Linked DNA regions of Mus musculus: all the other regions are linked to region 3. The links are chromatin contacts, called in public capture Hi-C and promoter capture Hi-C maps. All regions are on one chromosome and are shown on one strand. The core of a region is the stretch at or near the end of the contact, and the rest is flanking DNA. Distances in the headings are between cores, read along the strand shown. Region 1 holds the start of Coq4 (coenzyme Q4). Region 2 overlaps Lrrc8a (leucine rich repeat containing 8A VRAC subunit A). Region 3 holds the start of Golga2 (golgi autoantigen, golgin subfamily a, 2).

What was found. Promoter capture Hi-C pulls out the DNA fragments that hold promoters and counts their contacts. Capture Hi-C pulls out chosen DNA fragments and counts their contacts.
Region 1: a capture Hi-C map of embryonic stem cells shows a contact between it and region 3, with 14 times the contacts expected there. The contact joins the promoter of Coq4 here to the promoter of Golga2 in region 3. A contact is called at or near these places in 1 of 39 promoter capture datasets (embryonic stem cells), 1 of 115 datasets of contacts at active chromatin or transcription factors (embryonic stem cells) and 1 of 9 other capture datasets (embryonic stem cells).
Region 2: a promoter capture Hi-C map of liver shows a contact between it and region 3, with 4 times the contacts expected there. The contact joins the enhancer-like site here to the promoter of Golga2 in region 3. A contact is called at or near these places in 2 of 39 promoter capture datasets (liver and pre-B cells), 1 of 484 Hi-C or Micro-C datasets (B cells) and 1 of 115 datasets of contacts at active chromatin or transcription factors (embryonic forebrain).

Annotation. Positions count from the first base shown.
Region 1 is chr2:29,785,532-29,789,957 of GRCm38.p6, reverse strand. Coq4 (coenzyme Q4) reads right to left here and starts at 2,465. Exons shown (of 7, transcript NM_178693.5): 1 at 1,601-2,465; 2 at 1,390-1,521; 3 at 1-55. The coding sequence starts at 1,673. It overlaps Trub2 (TruB pseudouridine (psi) synthase family member 2), which reads left to right and starts at 2,287. Exons shown (of 8, transcript NM_145520.5): 1 at 2,287-2,455; 2 at 3,351-3,482. The coding sequence starts at 2,347.
Region 2 is chr2:30,240,058-30,244,407 of GRCm38.p6, reverse strand. Lrrc8a (leucine rich repeat containing 8A VRAC subunit A) reads right to left here. Exons shown (of 4, transcript NM_177725.4): 2 at 3,731-3,839. Among named protein-coding and RNA genes, the nearest start is that of Lrrc8a, 4.5 kb to the right of the region's middle. Within about 2 kb of position 1,622, at least 109 of the 459 cell types and tissues checked have an H3K27ac peak or open chromatin away from gene starts, as enhancers often do. A contact at or near this core is called in liver, where this site is marked.
Region 3 is chr2:32,285,944-32,290,177 of GRCm38.p6, reverse strand. Golga2 (golgi autoantigen, golgin subfamily a, 2) reads right to left here and starts at 1,852. Exons shown (of 26, transcript NM_001080968.2): 1 at 1,782-1,852. The coding sequence starts at 1,829. Swi5 (SWI5 recombination repair homolog (yeast)) reads left to right here and starts at 2,109. Exons shown (of 5, transcript NM_175190.5): 1 at 2,109-2,292; 2 at 2,533-2,581.

The DNA.
Region 1 (4,426 bases), core at 1,216-3,715, 2.5 Mb after region 3:
CTGAGGAATTTCAGGGTGTGGCATCCTGTGGTCTCCCCTAGAACTGCAACCATGTCTGAAAGGACAGAGATGGGAAAAGACAGAGAATGGATTCTTTTGTTTGTTTGTTTTTGAGACAGTTTCTTTTTGTAGTACAGGCTGGCCTGGAACTCATTATGCAGACCAGGCTGGCCTCAAACTCAGAGATCTTTCTGCCTCTGCTTTCCAAGTGCTATATTAAAGGCGTGTACCACTAGGACAGTTAGGTTTCTCTGTATAGCCCTGGCTGTCCTGGAACTCACTTTGTAGACCAGGCTGTCCTCGATCTCAGAAATCCACCTGCCTCTGCCTCCCGAGTGCTGGGATTAAAGGCGTATGCCACCACACCCGGCTAGCTACTATCCTTAACATTACAAACCTATAGGAATATGGAGGCTTTCATCAACAGCAGGAACCACTTTCATAGACCATTATCAAGACAGAGTGTCTTGTTTCCACCGGCCTTGAGATTAAATGGTGATGAATGGCAGTAACTAGGCTGACACAGTGCTTGCTTAGCACACCCAAAGCCCTGAGTTTGGTTCCCAGCATCATATAAACTGGGTATGAGGGTAGCACACACCTGTAGTCCCAGCATTCAGGAGGTAGGGAGGCAGGGTGATCAGGAATTCAAAGTCATCCTTGGCTATCTATGGAGTTAGGGGACAGCCCAGTCTATAAGAGACCTTGCCTCAACAAAACAATTTTTAAAAAATGGCGCTAGAGTTGAGTGCAGGTACAGTCACCAGATCCTATATAAACCATGCCACATGTCTCTTCTTTTACTTCCTCCCATCTTTTCTTTCTTTGAGCAAAGACTGGGTATGTATGGAAAAAGAAGCTGATCTTGCCAGGCAGTGGTGGCGCATGCCTTTAATCCCAGCACTTGGGAGGCAGAGGCAGGCGGATTTCTGAGTTCGAGGTCAGCCTGGTTTACAGAATGAGTTCCAGGACAGCCAGGGCTACACAGAGAAACCCTGTCTTGAAAAAACCAAAGCCAAACAAACAAAAAGAAGCTGATCTTGAACTGTTTCAGCAAAGAAAATCCTGAAGATCATGGCCCTTACCAAGTTTACTTACTACCCAGTGAGAATGCTGTAATTTGGTGTGTACCTGGTCATTCAGCCCAGAGATTAATATGCTAGGGTGACACTCTTCCAAGAATTACAAAAAGGCAGACTTGTAGACTTCACGTTTCTTTCTTCCTCTCCTCCCTGTGCCCAGAAGACCCAAAACAGTTCTAGCTAGAATCAGGCACCTGATTATCATAAACGATCCTGGGAAATATGATAGGCGCAGCCAGGTTTGGATGCCCACAAACCAAGTCTTCACCGGTCCCAGCTTTCGAGACCGAAGAGTAAACCGTCTTACCGTGGCGATAGGGGTTGTAGAGAGCCATTCCCGCCGCGCCCGCAGCCAGCAGCATCTTTTGCAGCGGGGTGGTTGGGATGTGGTCCGGGTACAGCAGGCGGGCGCCATGGCTCCCGGCCCTGAGGGGTACATCTGCGAGCAGAAAAGAGGTAAAGGTGAGAGGAGTCCGGTCCCTCTGGTCGCCGCGGACACTGGAATCAGAGCTGCTCACCTACAGCTGGCCGCGTACGGGGCCGAAGACTGCGGTGGAGGCGCAGGGAGCGAAGCAGCAGCAGGGTCGCCATGGCAGCGGACGTCCGCGTGGTTAGGCGGGGCTCCGCAGGTACTACGGAGGCCCGAGAAGTCAAAAGACTCCTGGGACACTGCACTCACTGTGGCTTTTTGATCGGAGATGTTGTAATATGGACAGGAGCATGAGAAGGAAAGCCACAAGATCTGTTTGCCACTGAAGTAAAACAACTGCTGTGAGCCAGGCGTTATTTATAACGTAGGCCTGTCAACCCAGCATTTGAAACCTGGAGGCCGTAGGATCAGTTCGAGATCCTTCTTGGCTATTTCTTAAGTACGAAGGCAGTACTAGAGACCTTGTCTCAAAAACCAAGCCTGATGTGAATTACTCGTCACTCCAGATCTTGGAAAAGTGGAGACAGAAAAGTAATGAATTCTCGGCAACTTAGCAAGTTTGAGGGCAGCCTGGGATATATGAGAAACAAACAAACAAAAAACTCCTGAAAAGAATTCAAAAATAACATAACCGAGAATTCGGTTGCTCGATATCCGGCCCTATTTTCTTCTCCATCTCTTATTTCCCCCCCGGAGGGCAATAAGAAAAGAACCTCTTCCTGCCAAGGAAACAAGGCGGCTACCTACAGTAGGGACCACATTTGGGAAAGGACCACGCAGCACTTCCGCCCGCATCCCCGCTTCTGGATGATGTTGAACCGCTGAGTTCCAGCCATGGGTTCTTCTGGCCTAGCTCGGCTGCAGGGGCTCTTCGCTGTCTATAAACCTCCGGGGCTGAAGTGGCTGCACTTGCGTGAGACCGTGGAGTTGCAACTGCTTAAAGGTGAGAACTCCGACGCGGACCCACGGTTTTGCTTTAGTTCTTTCTGATGTGGAGTGAGGTCACGTGGTTCGTTTGCCGGGTTGTAGCTGTTTCTTGTTTGTTTGTTTTTTTTCTCTTGTACACATTTCGTTACTACCCACTCTCCGCTATTTTCCTTTAGAGAAATTCATTCTATAGTGTTGGGTTTTTTTTCGCGGTTTCTGTTACAGAGTTAGAATTTGAACTTTTTTTTTTTTTTTTTTTTTTTTTGCCTTTTGAGACAGGGTCTTTTCTAATTAATCCGACCTTGAAATCAGTGAGGCACTGAGAATTCTGACTCTCCTGACTCCACCTGCCAGATGCTGGGATCACAAGCGTGACCACCACCCCGACCCTCAAACACCAATTTTTTTCTTTGCCTTTTTTTCCTTTCTTTTATTTTCTTAAAAACTGTCATGTAGCCTCAAATTTGCTATGTAAGATGAAGATAACCTTGAACTTTTGACTGTCCTGCCTTCACTACCCAAGGTCTTAGACTACATCTGTGTAGTACCACCTCCCATTAGGGTGCTGGGGATGGAACCCGGGGCGTCTTGCGTATTGTGCAAACACTCCATGAATTGAGCTACACTTCCAACCTAGGATTTTTGTTTTGTTTGTTTGTTCTTCACTTTTTAGAGAATGGTTTCTCTGTATACCCCTGGCTGCCCTGGAAATAACTCTGTAGATCAGTCAGGCCTTGAATTCAGAGATAGGCCCGCCTCTTGCCTCCCCAGTGCTGGAATTAATGATACCTGGCTTCTGAAGGAGTCATAGTACGTTTTCTACGATACACAAATCCATCTTCTATGCTACCATCTCTCTACCCCTTCTCTTGCGGGTTGGAAAAGTACTGACTGTGTTCTTTTGTGCTTAGGTCTCAATGCCCAGCAGCCTCCTGCTCCTGATCAGCGTGTTCGCTTCTTGCTAGGCCCTGTGGAAGGCAGTGAAGAGAAGAAGTTGACTCTCAGAGCCACCAATGTACCCTCCCTCACCACCCACAGACTTGGTAAGGCAGAGTCAGACAGGACCCTGGCCGTGATGTTAGAGGAAATCCCTGGCCTGAGTTAGATTTCTAGCCCAGGGTTTGGCAAACTTCCCTAGAGAGGGAAGATTTTAAACAGCTTCTGCCTACAGCCTTGTGTTTTCCTTGGCTCTGCTCCTCTTTGCTATTGTAATGCAAAGCATCTCTAGACTGTAGGAAAGGAGAGAACCTTCTTGTATTTTAGTCAAGACTGGAGTGCAGCCACATGGTTGTGGTGCACGCCTTTAATCCCAGCTCTTGGGAGGCAGAGGCAGGCGGATTTCTGAGTTTGAGGCCAGTCTGGTCTACAAAGTGAGTTCCAGGACAGCCAGGGCTATACAGAGAAACCCTGTCTCGAAGGAAAAAAAAAAAAAAAAGGCTGGAGTACAAAACAGCTATTTTGAGAGCAGTTATAAACACCGGTGTCCAGCAGCCTTTGTCTTCTATGGGAGACTGAAAGGATCATTTAAATTTAGGAGTCCCTGGCCAACCTGGGCAACACAGTGAGACCCAGTCTCAAAACAAAGTAGACTTGATGATTTGACTTGTGAACTACACTTTGCTGACTCTTAGCTATTCTAGGACTCTCTAGGGAAGCTGAGAACTTCTGGTAGACCTGTGTTATTAATACCTGCTCTGTATTAGACATCATGTTATCTTTGTCCTCACCCCAGTTCTGTGAGGTAGGTCCCTTATTAAAAAAAAACAAAAACAAAAACGTATTATTTGTATGTATGTGTGCACACCAAGGCCTGGGTGTGAAAGTCGGAGGGCATCTTTTGGGAATCACTTCTCTCAGGCCACCATGGGTCCCAGGATCAAACTGAAGTCATCAGGCGTGGCAGCCTTTACCCACTGAGCCACCTCGCCAGCTCTTGTTTTTGTGTTTTGAGACACAGCCTCCTGTAGTCCAGGCTGGTCTTGAACTC
Region 2 (4,350 bases), core at 373-2,872, 2.0 Mb after region 3:
GTTTACTATAGTTTTTATTAGGGGTTGTTTGAGATGTTGCCCAGGCTGCCTCTGTAAACTCATGAGCTCCTCCTGTCCAGCTAAAGCAGCCTGGACTCCAGGCACACTGCTGCTCTCAGAACAGGAGGGCTGAAAGTCCCTTACAATATGAAGAGCTTGAGGTCCGGAGAGGTGAACGGATTTGATGTTATAGGATCGGGTGGCACGACAGACCTAGATCCGACTTGCTACTGTGCCAAGCAGTCCTAAGACGACAGGTCTGCCTCCTCAGCCTTGCCACCTCCACAGCCTCGCCGCCTCCTCAGCCTCGCTGCCTATTCAGCCTCGCTGCCTCCACAGGCCTCGCTGCCTCCTCAGCCTCGCTGCCTCCACAGCCTCGCTGCCTCCTCAGCCTCGCTGCCTCCTCAGCCTCGCTGCCTCCACAGCCTCGCTGCCTCCACAGCCTCGCTGCCTCCACAGCCTCGCCACCTCCACTGCCTTTCGAGGTGCTTCTTAGGAAGAGCCTCCTCTTGACGAGGCATGGACAGAAATGAGGCCTTTGTAAGCAGGTCATACTCAGGGGCCTCTAGCACTCCAGGTGTTAAGGAAACTGGAGCCCAATTTTGGGTCTGCACCCCTGGGAACAAAGTAGCCTTGAAGACTGGTCATGACCTGCTATGAACATCTGCTGTGTCTTCTGAGATTGGTTAAGAAATGTAGGTGTAAGCACCCTGGACAGGCTGCAGAACCATTTGCTGTGGGACCAGGGGAACAGGTGCTGGCCTGGACAAGCAGGCAAGGGGACCCAGCTAAAGGCAAGCTGCCTATCCACTCCCCAAATCAGAACCTAAGGACCCAGCTGGGGAATGCACGGTGCCCCCGGCCAGGGTTCTGCCATGCCACCTAACTGGGCACACATTTGTCATCTGAGTGTCAGAGAGGGCACAGGTTTGGCAGATGCGCCTCGGAGATGGGGGTCACATGTGAAACCATGGAATTTTACAGCCACTTTTACTCTAGAGGGAGTGTGAGGCTGTAATGCAGCAAGCAATTTAATTTTGAGATTTCAAGCTCTCAAGAGACAGAAAAAAAACTTACCAGGAGATCTCAGGACATCTGCAGTGGGGTCACAGCCTTCCAGAGTCTCAGTTCCATGAATCTGCTGTGACTGAAGACAGCTACAGCGTACTCATATACATAAACTAAATAAATAAATCTGTAAAAACCTACTGATATTTAATTGTGCCTATCAGTGGCTCTGTAGACTCAAACAACTGGGAAGCCCTTTTCCTTGTCTTCCAACCAACCTGTGGGATTTCTGTCTGAAACTCTCTGCGACCAATACAAAACTGACCTAGAGGTACTGTAAGGACAAACAGTCACGTGACAAACTCAGGCATATACAGCAATCCAATTCCACTCAAATGTTACACTTCTCCCTGAGCTGCACCTGGGCCCTAGCTCAGGCAGACAGCAGAGGTCACACCTCACCCCAGCATGATGGACTCTACTGTTTACAAGCAGAGAAGGAATTCCCATCTCACATAGGCACTTCCTCTGGTTTCCTGTTCTCCACTGCCCAGAAAGGCAAGCTTCAGTTCAAGCCAACTCTCCCCAGGGACAGAGTTCCTCAACAACCAACAGGAAGCTCCCACAGGGCAGGGCAGTCACTGCTGACCTTGTTCCCATAAACAAAAGAGTATGACAGCACCACACACCAGGCGTTTTCCACCTCCCTCTCTGATGTCAATGCCCCACACAGTCAGAAAGGCCCAGTAGGGCCCCAGGGGTGCTGCAGGAGGAATGTGCCTTCTGTTCTGTCTGCCAGCCTCCGCAGCCTGTCTGAGCCAGACACAGGCTGCCCTTCCAAGAAACAAAAGCGCTAAAAAGCACATAGCCCAGCCAGGCAGTGGTGGCGCACGCCTTTAATCCCAGCACTTGGGAGGCAGAGGCAGGTGGATTTCTGAGTTCCAGGACAGCCTGGTCTACTGAGTGAGCTCCAGGACAGCCAGGGCTACACAGAAAAACTCTGTCTCAAAAAACCAAAACACACACACAAAAACCAAAAACAAACAAAAGCAGGTAGCCCCAAAGTGACCTGACTTTCATGAAATAGGTGTCCAAGAGAAGATGGGGTCAGGACTTTACCGTTTCTCTGATGTCAAACTCTAAACAATATGGAGGGGCACATCTGTACTTCTAGCCCTCTAGAGGCTGAGGTAAAAGGATCACAAGTTTGAAACCAGGGCTGAAGAGATGGCTCAGGAGTTAGAAACATTTATTGCTCTTGGAGAAGACCCTGGTTCAATTTCCAACAGCTCATAATTGTCTCTAACTCCAGTTCAAGGGAATCTAAAGCTATCTTCTGAGCTTCAAGGATACCAGGTACCCCCATGGTGTACAGACACCATGCAGGCAAAACAGTTTATCACTCATACACATAATGAAATAAAACTAGAGAAGAGGGGCTGGAGAGATGGCTCAGTGGTTAGGAACACTGTCTGCACTTCCAGAGGACCTGGGGTTCAATACCCAGCACCCACACAGCAGCTCACAACTGCCTGTCTGTAACTCCTGTTCTAGGGGATCTGACACCCTCACACAGACATGCGTGCACTCAAACCACCAGTGTACATAAAATAAAAATAAATAAGCAATTTTAAAAAATACTAGAGAAGACGGTAGAGGAAGAAAAGGAAAAAGAAGTCATAGTAGTAATAGCAGTAGTAGTTGTTGTTTGAGGCTAGCTCAGGAGTAGGCAGCCACTACATAGATTTTGAAAGTAGTAGCCGCCACCCCAGGTACAAGAGACCTTGCCTCAAAAAGCAGAGAAAAGGCAAACTATACAGAGTATAAAGGCTCCTATCTCCAAGAGAGCTGCGTGGGACCACGCCAGTGTGAAGGCTGCTCCCACTCGTCGTGCTCAGGAACACGCTTCCAAGGCTCTGACAAGTCCTGGAACAACCACAGTTCCCTAACTTCAGTGACCAAGGGACACCTCTTGGGAAATGTGTCACAGGCAGCAGCATTTCTAGCTATGCGCACCAATGAGATCTGCAGGGAGGAACGGGTGATGGTAAGAGTCGCATATCCCTCTCTTCAGAACCTTTTTGAGAACTGGTGTGGATGGAGAAGGCATTAGGCAGAGCGTGTCTTTGCCTAGCGCTGGCCTGCTGACCCTGCAGTGCAGTCTGCACAACATACTGTGAAAGGATCGCAGGATCGTTTGCCAAAGCTTGAGCAGTGGTCTCTGTCCAGTGCTGACCCACATACAAGCTGAAGCAACATGCTCAACCCACCATGAAGGAAGCTGAGGCTGTAGATAGAACTCAGCTCCTCTAACTGTCTGGGTCTGGTCCTCTGTTCTTGCCTCAGTCCCCCAACCTCCATCTCTGCCTCAGCTTTTCCTGAAGGAATGCAAGAGGCCCCAGCATTGCCCCAGAATGGTGGTGTGTGCCTATAATCCCAGGACTGGGAGACTGAAGCAGGAAGATCAGGAGTTCAAGGCCAACCTCAGATACACACTGAGTTTTGGGAAGTAACTTGAAGGTAGAATGCTTGTCTATCTAACACCTGTGAGGCTCTGGGCTCAACCGTCACTACTAAAATAGAACCCAAAACACCAAAGCAGAGGGAGCGGGCACCACTCCAATGCCCTGGATCCTATGCACATCAAAGGACTATGAAAATGGAGGTGTGATCATGCTATCTGCCTGGGAGAGGCAGTACAGACAGTCTGGAGAGAGCTTACCCTGAGATGACTCTGCTATCTTTGTGTTGGCTGTTGGTGCTGAGGCTGGTCCCTGTCTGGATGCACAGGGCCCTGACATTCCTTTTGCTCCATGGACGCTGCTGCTGCCCTATGAGAAAGGGAGAGCTACAATCAATAGGCACGTTTGTGGCTCTTAAAGATACATATATTGTTTTACAGAGTTTTTTTTTAGGGAGCCTGTCCCACAGATCCTGGTTCTCCAAAGAGTCCTCAAGGCAGCTTTTTCAATCTGGAGGCAAGGCTCTGCTAGGGACTCAGGCTTAGGGACCAAAGGGGTTAGTACAGTTTCTTAGAAGAAAAGGTATCTGGTGACCCCTGGGTGTGAGGAGTAGAAGGATCCAGGCAGGAGGCATAGCACAGGCAGGGGAGAAGAGGTGGGCAATATGCTGCAAGCTACTCTTTGGTCACAGCTAGTCCCGGATATGGGAGATGGCCAGAGAGGAATGACAAGGGCTGAACCAGACCAGACAAGGACTTTCTCTGAAACATAAGGACAGACTCTCCACAGTGAGCAAGTGCTCAACTACTGACAGGCACCATGCTCTGCACTGCTTACCAAAGATAAGGTGGCTGTGTGAGAGAGAAGTGTGGGCACCGCT
Region 3 (4,234 bases), core at 603-3,102:
TGGGATTAAAGGCGTGCACCACCACTGCCCAGTACATCAATGGTTTCTTTGTTGTTGTTGCAGTGCTGGGGACTGAACCTGGAGCATTATGCATGAGAGCCCAGCATTCTAATACTGAGTCATATATATACAGCTTCCCTTCAAAAAAGAAAACAAACAAACCAGGATTGCTGGGTTTGGTGGCCTACACCTTTCACCCAGTACTAGGCAGGTAGAGAAAGGCATATCTGAGTTCAGGGCCAGCCAGGAATACACAGACCTTGTCTCAAAAACAAACACAAAATCTAATTTAATTTTTAAAAAGATTGTATGTATATGAGGGTAGTTGTTTGTTTTTGCTTACATGTATGTCTGTACATCATGTACATGCAGTAACCTAATTGGCCAGAAGAGGGCATAATATACAACATCTAGCCAGGGAGTTAGCTGAGATAGTTGTTAGCTGACTTGTGGGTGAAGGGAGCTATACCCAGGTCCTCTGCAAGAGCAACAAGTGCTTTTACCTGCTGAACCTCTCTCCAGCCCCAATATTGGGTATGCCATATACCAAGCTGGTCTCAAATTCCATATATAGACAAAAATAACCTTGAAGGCCTGATCCTTCTGCCTCTACCTCCAGTCTTGGAAATTAGAGGCATGCATTGCTCTGCCCAGCTAATGCCATTGCAGGATCCAAGCCAGAGCCTCATACATGGTAGGCCACCACTCTTGCAAACTACGCTGAGTACTGAACAGGCCCTTGTATATACTAAACAAACACCCTAACAACTCAGCTCCACTCCTAACTCCACTGGGGCCGTTTTAGCAACACATACTAAAGGTACACCGCAGTACTTCCTAAACCTGCTTCCTAAGTTTACAACATGACAGAAGGGCAGAAACCGTGAAGCCACGGCTTTAGTGAACATGGGAACAGAAAGGGCACAGCCCTTGTCATCGCAGAGAGAAGTCTCTACAAATCTATGAAAATGCCAAACCAGACTTTTATGGTTTTTTTCTCTCAAAAGAAGCATGGGAAAGTGATGTTTCCCGTGAGATGCCTCACCCGCATCCCGTGCTTCTCACCACCCCAGTTGGAAAAGACATTCTGGCTGAATTTTAAGTTAAGTTCAGTTCCCCAAGACACTGATCAACACTATAACATGCGTTTTGCTCCAGAGAGATTACAGTCTCTCTAGAGAGCAGACAACCAAATCCAAACCAAACCAATCCATGTCAGCAAGGGGTGCTGACAGTGTTGTGCTCACACTAATGCTAAGTTAAGGGAATGCGGGCGCCTACAGCGTCTCCGCACTAGATTCCACACTTGGGCTCCCTTCCAGGTGGAAATGGGTTCTCCACCAGAGAAACGGGAAAAGGGGCAACAACATTAGGTGAGCAGGTGGAGCAATCCAAACCAGACTCGGAGTAGTAATGACAGTTTCGAGGGGGGACTGTGACGTAACTACATTCCACTCCATACTACCAACGCCCGAGTCGCCTACAGGGCCAGGACCGAGGACCTTGGAGACAGGTGCCCTGGGAGGTCTGGATTGGAGCGTCCGGAGCCGGGGGCTAAGAGACCCTGTGTCACTGACCAAAGTCACCTAGGGGCGACTGAGAGGGCGGGGGCTGGGTTGCTGAGGGGGCGGGGCTGGCTGAGAAGACTTCACTGGGGGAGCCCAGGGCGCTGAGGGGTTCTTCTACCCGTGTGTCTCGGGAAAGACTCGGACTCTGGTCATGGGTCCTGCCGTTGGAGGAGCTCGGGTGGGGTCAAGGGGCCGCGACCCGGAGCGCTTTACCTTTTTCTTGGCCGCAGCCAATTTGCTCTGCCTGGTTTCTTCCGACATCCCGGGGCGGGGAGGGGGGAAGCGGGGGGGCCACATCACCACGATCCCGGCAGCCACCGCGAAACTGCTTCCGGAAGCTACGGCTTCTCTACAAGGGCCAGAGAAGGCGGGTGCAGAGCGCCCCTTGGACGCTCGGAAACCCAGCGTGACCTACCTTCTCCAAGCCCATTGGCTGATGAGAACGATGAACGACAGGGAGGCGTGGCCACGCGGTCGCGAGGCCTGAGCGACGGGTGGAGTTAACGACGAGAGCTGCGCGCGCAGCCATGACCCCTCACAGCGGCCTATGGGAAGCAGGGGCGGAACCGCTTTAACTTGGTGCGTGCGCAGCCTGACGTGGGGCGGTTGGTGGTCTCCGTCGTCGGTTTCTAGTTCCCTGAAGCAGCCGTTTAACCCCAACCCTGGACCCTTCCGAGTTTAAGCCCACCCCACTCCGGGTGCCCCGGACCTTAGGGTTCAGGAGGTGGGTGAGGAGCGCGCCGCGCTTCGTTTTCCAGCCCTTGCCCGACCCCTCACGCCTCCTCACCAGGCCTCTCCGTAACCCGTTCTCCACACTTTCCCCTTCCCACGATGCGCACCCCGACCCCAAAGACCCCCACCCCATCCCAGTAGCTGGGTCCCGACCCAACCTCTTGCAGCTGCGGCTCCCGCGCCCCCTCGGTAACCCCATCCTCATCAGCCTTTTTCTCGGGTTCCTCCCCAGGGGTGAGTCAGAATTCAGCCGACTTTACCATGGCGGCTACCGATCACCGGTGAGTATATCAGCCCCACCCCTCTGCATCCCAGCACCCGCCGGTCGCCTCCAAGCTTAGCCCTTTCCTAATTCCACTCCTTCTCTTTCCTTTCTCAGACATGGGTTCCTCCCCTCCCAGTCCTACCTGCCCGATGCCTACGCTTCTCCAACCGCTCTTGCTCGTTGCTTTGTCCCCTCACCCAGCCTGCCACCAGTCCCTGCATGGTTCCCCAGTCAAGAAATATGTGCATCTTTATGCTGACCACTCCCAATGCCACCCCCAAAACTCAAAGTTATTCATTTCTCATCCTCAAAAGATGAATTTTTAAAGTACTCTTTTAGATGATTCGCTTCTTTTTAGTAATTTCTTTTTTTTTTATACCCCTTCCCTTTGAGACAGTTGTCAATACCAAAGATTAGAGGAGAAAGACCCAAATCATAGTGGCCAACTCAAAGCAAACAGTTGGTTAAAGCAAACATTTTAATTCGTGTAAACGGGTCCCTAAGGCGGAGCTCGAAAAGTCAGCCTCGGATTGAGGACGACAAGGCTTTTTAGAGTTCAGGGGTAGGGGGTTTCTAAATGGGGACTTGGTGGGGTTACAGAGGCAGAACATAAGCATACCCGTTAGTCCAAATGACCTCCTCAAAGACATGATTGCAAGATGGGCAGAACAAGGTCTTCCTTTTGAAACAAAGGTGGGGTTGCAAGATGGTTATAAACAACTTTTTGGAACAAAGACAAGACTGCCATCCCTGTAACAGGCCATGCAGAACCATTTGAAGTTAAGGTTTTAGGTGGGGCATAGCCCAATTCCTTGAGAAGCAGGTTTAATCATAAAGAGGATTGAGTGTATTTTGTACTTAATAAGATGGCTTTTAAGCCTCAGATGGAGGCAGGCTGGTCCCAGACTCAGGCTGTATTCAAGGATGCCCTTTTGTGGTCCCACACTAGTTTAATACTCTTCATCCTCCTGCCTTAGCAACTCAAAATGCTAGAGAGCCAGGATAAATTATGGGGACTCGGAGAAAAAAGAGCACAGTAAGCAAAGCAATGCCGGTGCAGGCGTTTATCCCAGCACTCGGGAGGCAGACGGGCATCTCTTCCAGCCTGCAGTACCACCTTGATTTTAGAATCAGGGATCCCAGCACAATATTTGCTGCAGAGGATGCCAACATAAAAAACAGTAAGTATTCTTTTTAAAATTACTATTACTTGGTTTTATTGAGTCAGGGCTGTCCTTGAACTTAGAGTTGTGCTTGCCTCAGCCTCCCAGTACTGAGAATAAAGGCCTTGGCTTTTTTTTTTTTTAATAATTGATTTTAATTTTTTAAAAATTATTTATTTTATGTATATGAGTACACTGTAGCTGACTTCAGACACACCAGAAGAGGGCATCGGATCTCATTACAGATGCTTGTGAGCTACCATTGCTGGGAACTGAACTCAAGACCTCTTTTTTTTTGTTTTGTTTTGTTTTTTGAGACAGGGTTTCTCTGTATAGCCCTGGCTGTCCTGGAACTCATTCTGTAGACCAGGCTGGCCTTGAACTCAGAAATCTGCCTGCCTCTGCCTCCCAAGTGCTTGGATTAAAGGCGTGCGCCGCCACTGCCCGGCTAGTCAGTGCTCTTAACCAGTGAGCCATCTCTCCATCACCAGGGAATTAGAATAATT